Linked DNA regions of Macaca mulatta: region 1 is linked to region 2. A link is a contact called in public Hi-C data. All regions are on one chromosome and are shown on one strand. The core of a region is the stretch at or near the end of the contact, and the rest is flanking DNA. Distances in the headings are between cores, read along the strand shown.

Region 1 (3,722 bases), core at 684-3,183, 78 kb after region 2:
CGCAGACCAGGGGTCTCAAACTGGTGGCCCAAGGGCCAAATCTGACCTGTGGATGTGTGTTTGTTTTGAGATGTTTTACAAGGATGTGATTTGTGGCTGGCAAAGTGAATGATTTCACATAAAAATACCAACTTCAGGCTTCTCATAGAAGTCTCAGGGATGGGGTCTGCATGCTCTGGTGCCTGTGCTGCAGGCGCTCCCTCCCCCTAAGCCCGTCATGCACATAACTTGCAGGCCCCTGAAGAGCCTGGCCTTCAGGTCTACCTGACAGCCCAATCCCAACTCCTTGACCCCACTCCAAACCTTGATTTTCCCCTGGGGGGAATTTCCCCTGGCATTTTGTTCTCCCAGTGGTCCTTGGTACTAGTCTGGGAACCACATGAAACACACTCCTCAGCTTCCCCAAGTTCCAAGTTCTTTCTGGTCACATCCCAGAAAGCAGGAAAAGAAACGGGAACAGATCTAGGCCAGTGTAAGTTCGCCACCTGGTGTCCAGTGTGGGCACCTGCAGCTGATGCTTGCCGCAGAAAGCGGCAAGGGGAGGAGAGAGGGGAGGAGTCATGTGGTTTGAAGAGGAGTAGGTTTAAGGCACAGCAGCCAGGTGGAGCCTAGGTTTGAGGAATAGCAATTTGAGGGGGCTGAGACTCGATGGGAGCATCGGTTGTGTCTGAGATTTTTAAAGGATCAGGTTTGGGAGATCTAGTGTTCATCTAGGCTTCGGCGGACTTGGGTTTTGAAGGACTTGGATTTGGGGTCTGAGGTTTGCATTCCAAAAGACCAAGATTCGAGGGACCAAGGATTCATCTGGGCAGGGGGTTTCTCACCAAAAAGCACAAGCTTGGACTGCAAGGTGCGCAGATAGAGAATGTAACAGGCGCCGAAAAAGACAGCCAGAGCCACCAGCAACATAGGGGACGTCACCCTGGAGGAGGAGTGCAGGGAGGCAGCGGTTAGGCAGCTGGGGCTGGTCAGCCAGGGAGCCCTGGCCTTCTCCACCGGCGGGAGGCAAGCTACATTCTGGAGACCAGGGAGGGCCAGGTGACATTCAGTCACACTGCATCCTGGCCAGGGTGATGGTGGGGTAGGGACCTGGCCCTTTGGTGACAAAGTAGGTCTAGCAGAGCCAATCCTTGGGGGCGGGGCCGGCCTAGGCGGTGAGAGGAGGGGCCTGGGCGGTGAGGGGAGGGGCCTGGGCGGTAGGAGGGGGCCCTGGGTGGTGAGAGGAGGGCCCGGGCGCTGAAGGGCGGGGCCTGAGCTGTGAGAGGAGGGGTCCACCCGGTCGGGGCTAGTGCGGGTGCAGGGCCCGGGATGCACTCACACGCAGTACAGGATGAGGCCCAGGAACACGAACACATAGTTGCTCTGGTAGTACTCCACGTTGCGTACGAGGCGCTGGCACAGCTCGCCCAGGTTGCGGGGCCGTGAGAAACGCTGCTGGTCCACGAAGGTGCCCCACGGCCGGATAGTCGCGCGGCGCCGCTCCAGCCACTCCCGGCCTGCACCGGAGGGAATCAGCTTCGGCAGCAGGGTCCTGCGAGGGGTGGGGCCGGGTCAGTGGTGGACCGGGATGGAGCCTCAGACCCCCGCAAAAGAAGGGGTTTAAGGGGGCTTGGACTCCCTCCCGGGACCCCAGATTACTGAATCACAGGCGGGGAGGGGGGTAGGGGCCCAGACGCCAGGGTCCCATTAGAGGAGACCGGGGCCAGCGCTTGTGCGTCTCGGGGCTGGGACTCCGGGCACTCGAGGGAGGAGGGGGCCAGGGTCCCGGACTCCCGGGCCTCGGGTCCGAGGGCCTAGAGCCGGCTCGCTCACGTGGCGCTCAGCCCTTCCGCCTCGACATCTTTCTGCTGGTCCTTCTGGGCTGCCATGTCTGCGTCGTGAGGGGTAGAGCTGCTGTAACCAGCCCGGTACCCTGCAGACCCCGCCGGCCCCGCCCGAGGCCGGCCCCACCCAGCGGAGTCGACGTGGCGCCGCTCGGGAGCAGCTGGGGACTGTAGTTCTGCCGCCGATCATTGTGGGAGTTGTAGTCCTGACGGTGGCTGGGAGGGTGGGCGCCATGATGGCGGTCTGACTCGCAAGACACCTTGGGAGATATAATCCCAGAAAGTGACGGCGCGCACCTCTGGGCATTGTGGGACCTGTAGTTTCAGGAGGGTGCAGGTGCGCTGTCAGGAAAGAGGGCGTTATGGGAGCTCTAATGGCAGAAGAGGGTGTTGTGTACTCTCCCAGGCAGGGCACAATGGGGACCGTGCAGAGCTGTCGTTCTGACTCTAGAGGGCATAAAAAAACAACTAGAGGGCTTGCTAAAACAGACTCCTGGGCCCCACCCCAGATGTTCTCATTCAGCAAGTCTGGGGTGGAGCCCATAATTCGCATTTCTGAGTTCCCAGGTGATGCTGATGCCGCTGGTCCATGGACCACATTTTGAGTAGAAAGATTTAGAGAGTTTGTGGGAATTGATTCCTTCCTCAAGAGATTGAGGCTAGTGAGTGGGTCATGGTTGCTGGAGGGGTATCTGAGGTTGCCCCCTGCCCCACTTTGTGGAGTCCCAAAGATGAATGAGTTGGGACTAGGGACACCTCCGCACCGCCACCACCCCCCCCCCCACCTGCAAACACACACACCTTTGGACAGGAGGGAGTGAAATTGGGAAAGAGAAAAGGTTGGGAAGTTTTGTGGGTTTTTCTGGGATGGAGTCTCACTCTTGTTGCCCAGGCTGGAGTACAATGGCACAATCTCAGCTCACTGCAACCTCTGCCTCCTGAGTTCAAGCGATTTTCCTGCCTCAGCCTCCCAACTAGCTGGGATTACAGGCGTGCACCACTATGCCCAGCTAATTTTTTGTATTTTTAGTAAAGACGGGGTTTCACCATGTTGGCTAGGTTGGTCTCGAACTCCTGACCTTGGGATTCGTCCACCTCAGCCTCCCAATGTGCTGGGATTACAGGCATGAGCCACTGTGCCTGGCCCCAAGTGACTCTTTTAGGCCCAGGTCTTGTCTTCCAAGATCTACGGCACTTCAGGGTTTGTGCTTGGAAGCCTGCTGGAAGGCGTTCCCAGGAGGTGGGGGGAAGATGGCCCTGTCCAAGGGGCTGGTGGCGCAATAGGCAGGGAAGCCCTTTGCAAGGGCCCCACACTGAAGATGGAAGAGTTACACTTTGAAGATCAGATTGGCTAGTTACTATTTATTTCCTCTTTGTCACCCCCAGGCTTTTAGTGGAATCGGGTTTTCTTTTTCATTTTTGAGACGGAGTTTCGCTCTGTTGTTCCAGCTGGAGTGCAGTGGCACAATGTCTGCTCATTGCAACCTCCGCCTCCTGGGTTCAAGCGATTCTCCTGCCTCGGCCTCCTAAGTAGCTGGGATTACAGGTGCGTGCCACCATGCCTGGCTAATTTTTGTATTTTCAGTAGAGACGGGGTTTCATCACGTTGGTCAGGCTGGTCTTGAACTCCGACCTCGTGATTCGCCCACCTAAGCCTCAGCCTCCCAAAGTGCTGGGATTACACGCGTGAGCCATCGCACCTGGCCTGGAATCAGGTTTTCTAACTAGGATTCAAACTTGAAAATCCTACTCCTTTGACTGCGGGGCCGGGTGTGGTGTCTCACACCTGTAATCCCAGCACTTATGGGAGGCCCAGGCGGGCGGATCACTTGAGGTCAGGAGTTCAAGACCAGCCTGGCCAACATGGCGAAAGCCCATCTCCACTAAAAAAAATACACA
Region 2 (3,429 bases), core at 685-3,184:
GTAATGAGCCCTTAATCACTGCCTCCAGGGGAGCTGATTGTAGCAGCTCCCCTGTCACCCCCTCCTCCATGATCTGTCAGTGTCACCCCCTTCTCCATGATCTGTCAGGGCCACTTAGTAATAATAAATTCTTCCCAACTGCAGACCTTGGAAGGAGTCGTGGATCTTATGGGAACTGCCTCTCCCACCTGCCCCTCAGACCCAGGAGTCCCAGCCCAAGCCACCCCCTACCCACTCCCCACACCTGAAACCAGGCAGCCAGTCTGGGCTGCCTTCCTGGGAGAACAGGATGTCTCTTGGGAAGGTCCCCAGCCCAGCTGAAGGACTGGTTTGGCCCTCTTTGCAAGGCCTCACCCTAGGGTCATGTCCTTAAGCAAGAAGGGGACAAGATCAACATAGGTGTGACTACCAAATTATTTATGCTTTTTTTTGAGATAGAGTCTCACTCTGTCACCCAGGTTGATATGCTCACTGCAACCTCCACCTCCTGGGTTCAAGCAATTCCACCTCAGCCTCCCAAGTAGCTGGGATTATAGGCACCTGCCACCATGCCCAGCTAATTTTTGTATTTTTAGTAGAGGTGGGGTTTCACCATGTTGGCCAGGCAGGTCTTGAACTCCTGACCTCAGGTTATCTGCCCGCCTTAGCCTCCCAAAATGCTGAGATTACAGGCGTGAGCCACTGCGCCTGGCCGCTTTTTTTTTTTTTTTTTTTTCTTTTTTTGAGACAGAGTCTGACTCTGTCGCCCAGGCTGGAGTGCAGTGGCGCAATCTCAGCCCACTTCATCCTCCACCTCTCAAGCTCAAGCGATTCTTGTACCTTAGGCTCCTGAATAGCTGGGATGACAGGCATGTGCCACCACGCCCAGCTAATTTTTTAGTAGTGACAGGGTTTCGCCATGTTGACCAGGCTGGTCTCGAACTCCTGACCTCAAGTGATCCACCACGCTTCGGTCTCCCAAAGTGCTGGGACTACAGGCGTGAGGCACTTTATGCGTATTTAAGCCTTGGAAACACAGGGACTATCTTGTGGGGCTAGTACAGAATTCAGACTGCAGCCTTTTCCCGATGGGTTGACTTACAGAAGGGGTATTCTGGAGGGTCTGTAGTCCTAACTTGGGGAGAGCAGGGAGATCCAGGGGCAACGACAGAGAGGCACAGAGACACGGATTTCCTGAGAAAGGGAGAGGAGAGAGGTTGAGACCCAGAGATTGTGAAGGGGACGAGCAAGTGAAGGAAGAGAGGATGAGACTCTGGGAATCCGGCAGAGAGACAGGGACGTGGAGAGAAAGAGGGACAGAGACAGAGCGAGAAGGAAAAGAAGCAACACAAGGGAGAAGGAGCAACCGAAAAAGGGCACGAAGAGGCCCAGGCACAGCAACAGCTGGGGAAATGACAGAGACTGAGACGGAGATGCAGAAAGGTAACAGAGAGACCCGGAGAGGGTAGAGAAGAGCTCTCGGGGAGAAAGTGATGGAGGGACAGAGGAGAGGTGGAGGCCAAGGAGGGAAAGACCCCAATAGAGAAAGACAGAGGGACAGAGAAGGGGACGCAGACGCAGGCGGGAGCATACCCACAGAAGGAAGGGCGCAAGACCAAGAGAACCACAGACGCGGAAAGCCGGGGAGGTCGTGGCTCGGTGTGGGGCGCACGGGGAGCAGGGCTTGCCTCCCAGCACCTCCGGGGAGGTGACCGCAGCCAGGAGATGCGAGCCCCGCGGAGCCCGCGCCCGGCGGACGGACCGATGGACAAAGCCGGGGAGAGCCCGGGCGCGGCCGGGGCGGGGCCGGTGCCCGCGGGGACCCGGGCGCAGCGGGGAAAGGAGGGGCGGGCAAGCGGCGAGAAGGGGAAGGAAGCGGAGGTGCCGGGCGGGCGCGGGGCGCGGGCAGGAAGCGGGGAGGGGCGGCGGGGCGGGGGCCTCCGGAAAAACGCCCCGACTTCCTGCCCCGCCAGAGCCAGGAAGCGGGAGCCGGGACCCAGGGCCCGGGATTGCCGAGCCCGACCTCGGGCGCCCCGCCGGTCACCTCCGCGCGGACACCAGGTACTCGGTCCCCGGCCCCGCCCGGCTTCCTCCCCTCGGCTGCTGGGGGAAGTGGGGAGGAGGAGGGAGGGGCTGGGGCGCTGCCGCCAGCGGAGGGGCCTCCTTCGGACCCCGCGGAGCCAGCGGCCGCACCTCCTCGGGCCTCAGTTTTCCCATCTGTTAAAGGGAGCAAAGAGGGGAGAACTCACACTTGACGAGTACCCCGTAGGTGGGGACGAACGGTGCGAGGCCGGGGCCAAGGCCTCCCACCTGCTCAGTGGAGGACAGACGATCACTCCCATTGTACGGGTGGGGAAACCGAGGCCCGGGGAGCCAAACCGACTCGTCCCAGGGAACGCACATCATGAGACAGTGTGGAGTTGGGATTTGAACTCGCACGTGCTTTCCGCAAAGCGCCATCCTCCAACCTCCGCATGCTTTAGGGCCACCTAAAAAAGAAAAACAACAATAACAGCGACGAGGGCCGCTGTGAAGCTGAAAGTTGCAGAGTGCATTTGAAAGAGTTTTAGGAAAGCTCTTTTCTAGGTCATTAATTATACCGTGGGAGACAAGTGTAGGGAGAGAGCTGGAGGCCTTCTCCCATTGTACAGATGGGAAGACTGAGGCCTGCAGAGTAGTCATTACTTTTTGCAGATTACACTGCATGTCAAAGGGAAAGATGTGCTGGAACTCCAGACTTTTGCTTTTCCAGTTCCAAAGGAAGGGGGGTGGGGTGGGGGACGGAGGGGATTGATGTACGAGCGTTGGAAATTCAGCGCTAAATTTCCCTAAGTGGGGAGACTAATAGGACGGGGAGCCCCAATCCGCGGTCCGAGTGCTCAGCGCCGGGGTGACTCGGAGATCTCGGATCGAACTCGGGAGGAGTTGCACCCATCTGCACCTCCGGGCGCGGGGCGGGGCCCGGGGAGTGACGGGGGCAGTCGAGATACGGAAACGCCGGCCCTCCAAGACAGGCCAGAGCGGCCCTATCTGGCCTGCGTGGCGCAATGCAGCGCTAGAGCGGCCGGCGGGAGGAGTAGAGTCGTCGGGGCCGGAGCCTGGCAGGAGCCGGGCTAGAGCGGCTGGCAGGAGGAGTGGAGCTGGGCGCAAAGGTGGACTCAGGGCGGCTAGAGCGACGCGGCGGCAGGGGTGGGGAGAGTGCGGAGCCGGCGCGCGGAGGCTTCGATTCCGGTGGCGGTGGTGGCTTTTCTTTCCACCTGGAGCAGGTGAGGGACGCGGTCCCCAGCGGGCGTCAGACCCTGACTCTGCACGTCCTCCCCGGCATCCCTAGCCGTGCACACTGCCACGTCCCCCGTAGGATTTAGGGCCCGCGTAAGACCGGCCACGTCCATGTAAGATTTGGGGCTCGTGTAGACCAGCCACATTCCGTATAGATTACAAAGTCTTTCA

Evidence for each region. A called contact is a pair of places that touch in the nucleus more often than the background predicts.
Region 1: a contact with region 2 is called in a Hi-C map of fetal cortical plate, with 2.5 times the contacts expected there. The contact joins the promoter of RABAC1 here to the promoter of ARHGEF1 in region 2. A contact is called at or near these places in 6 of 14 Hi-C or Micro-C datasets (CD4 T cells, blood, fetal cortex germinal zone and 2 more).

What each region holds. Positions count from the first base shown.
Region 1 is chr19:52,998,928-53,002,649 of T2T-MMU8v2.0, forward strand. RABAC1 (Rab acceptor 1) reads right to left here and starts at 1,934. Exons shown (of 5, transcript NM_001260923.1): 1 at 1,813-1,934; 2 at 1,319-1,531; 3 at 825-922. The coding sequence starts at 1,868.
Region 2 is chr19:52,921,399-52,924,827 of T2T-MMU8v2.0, forward strand. It overlaps ARHGEF1 (Rho guanine nucleotide exchange factor 1), which reads left to right and starts at 1,935. Exons shown (of 31, transcript XR_013410703.1): 1 at 1,935-3,245. LOC144337091 reads right to left here and starts at 2,321. Exons shown (of 3, transcript XM_077979913.1): 1 at 2,290-2,321; 2 at 825-2,082; 3 at 1-750. The coding sequence starts at 2,321. The coding sequence ends at 1,047. It overlaps CD79A (CD79a molecule), which reads left to right. Exons shown (of 5, transcript XM_015124095.3): 5 at 1-143.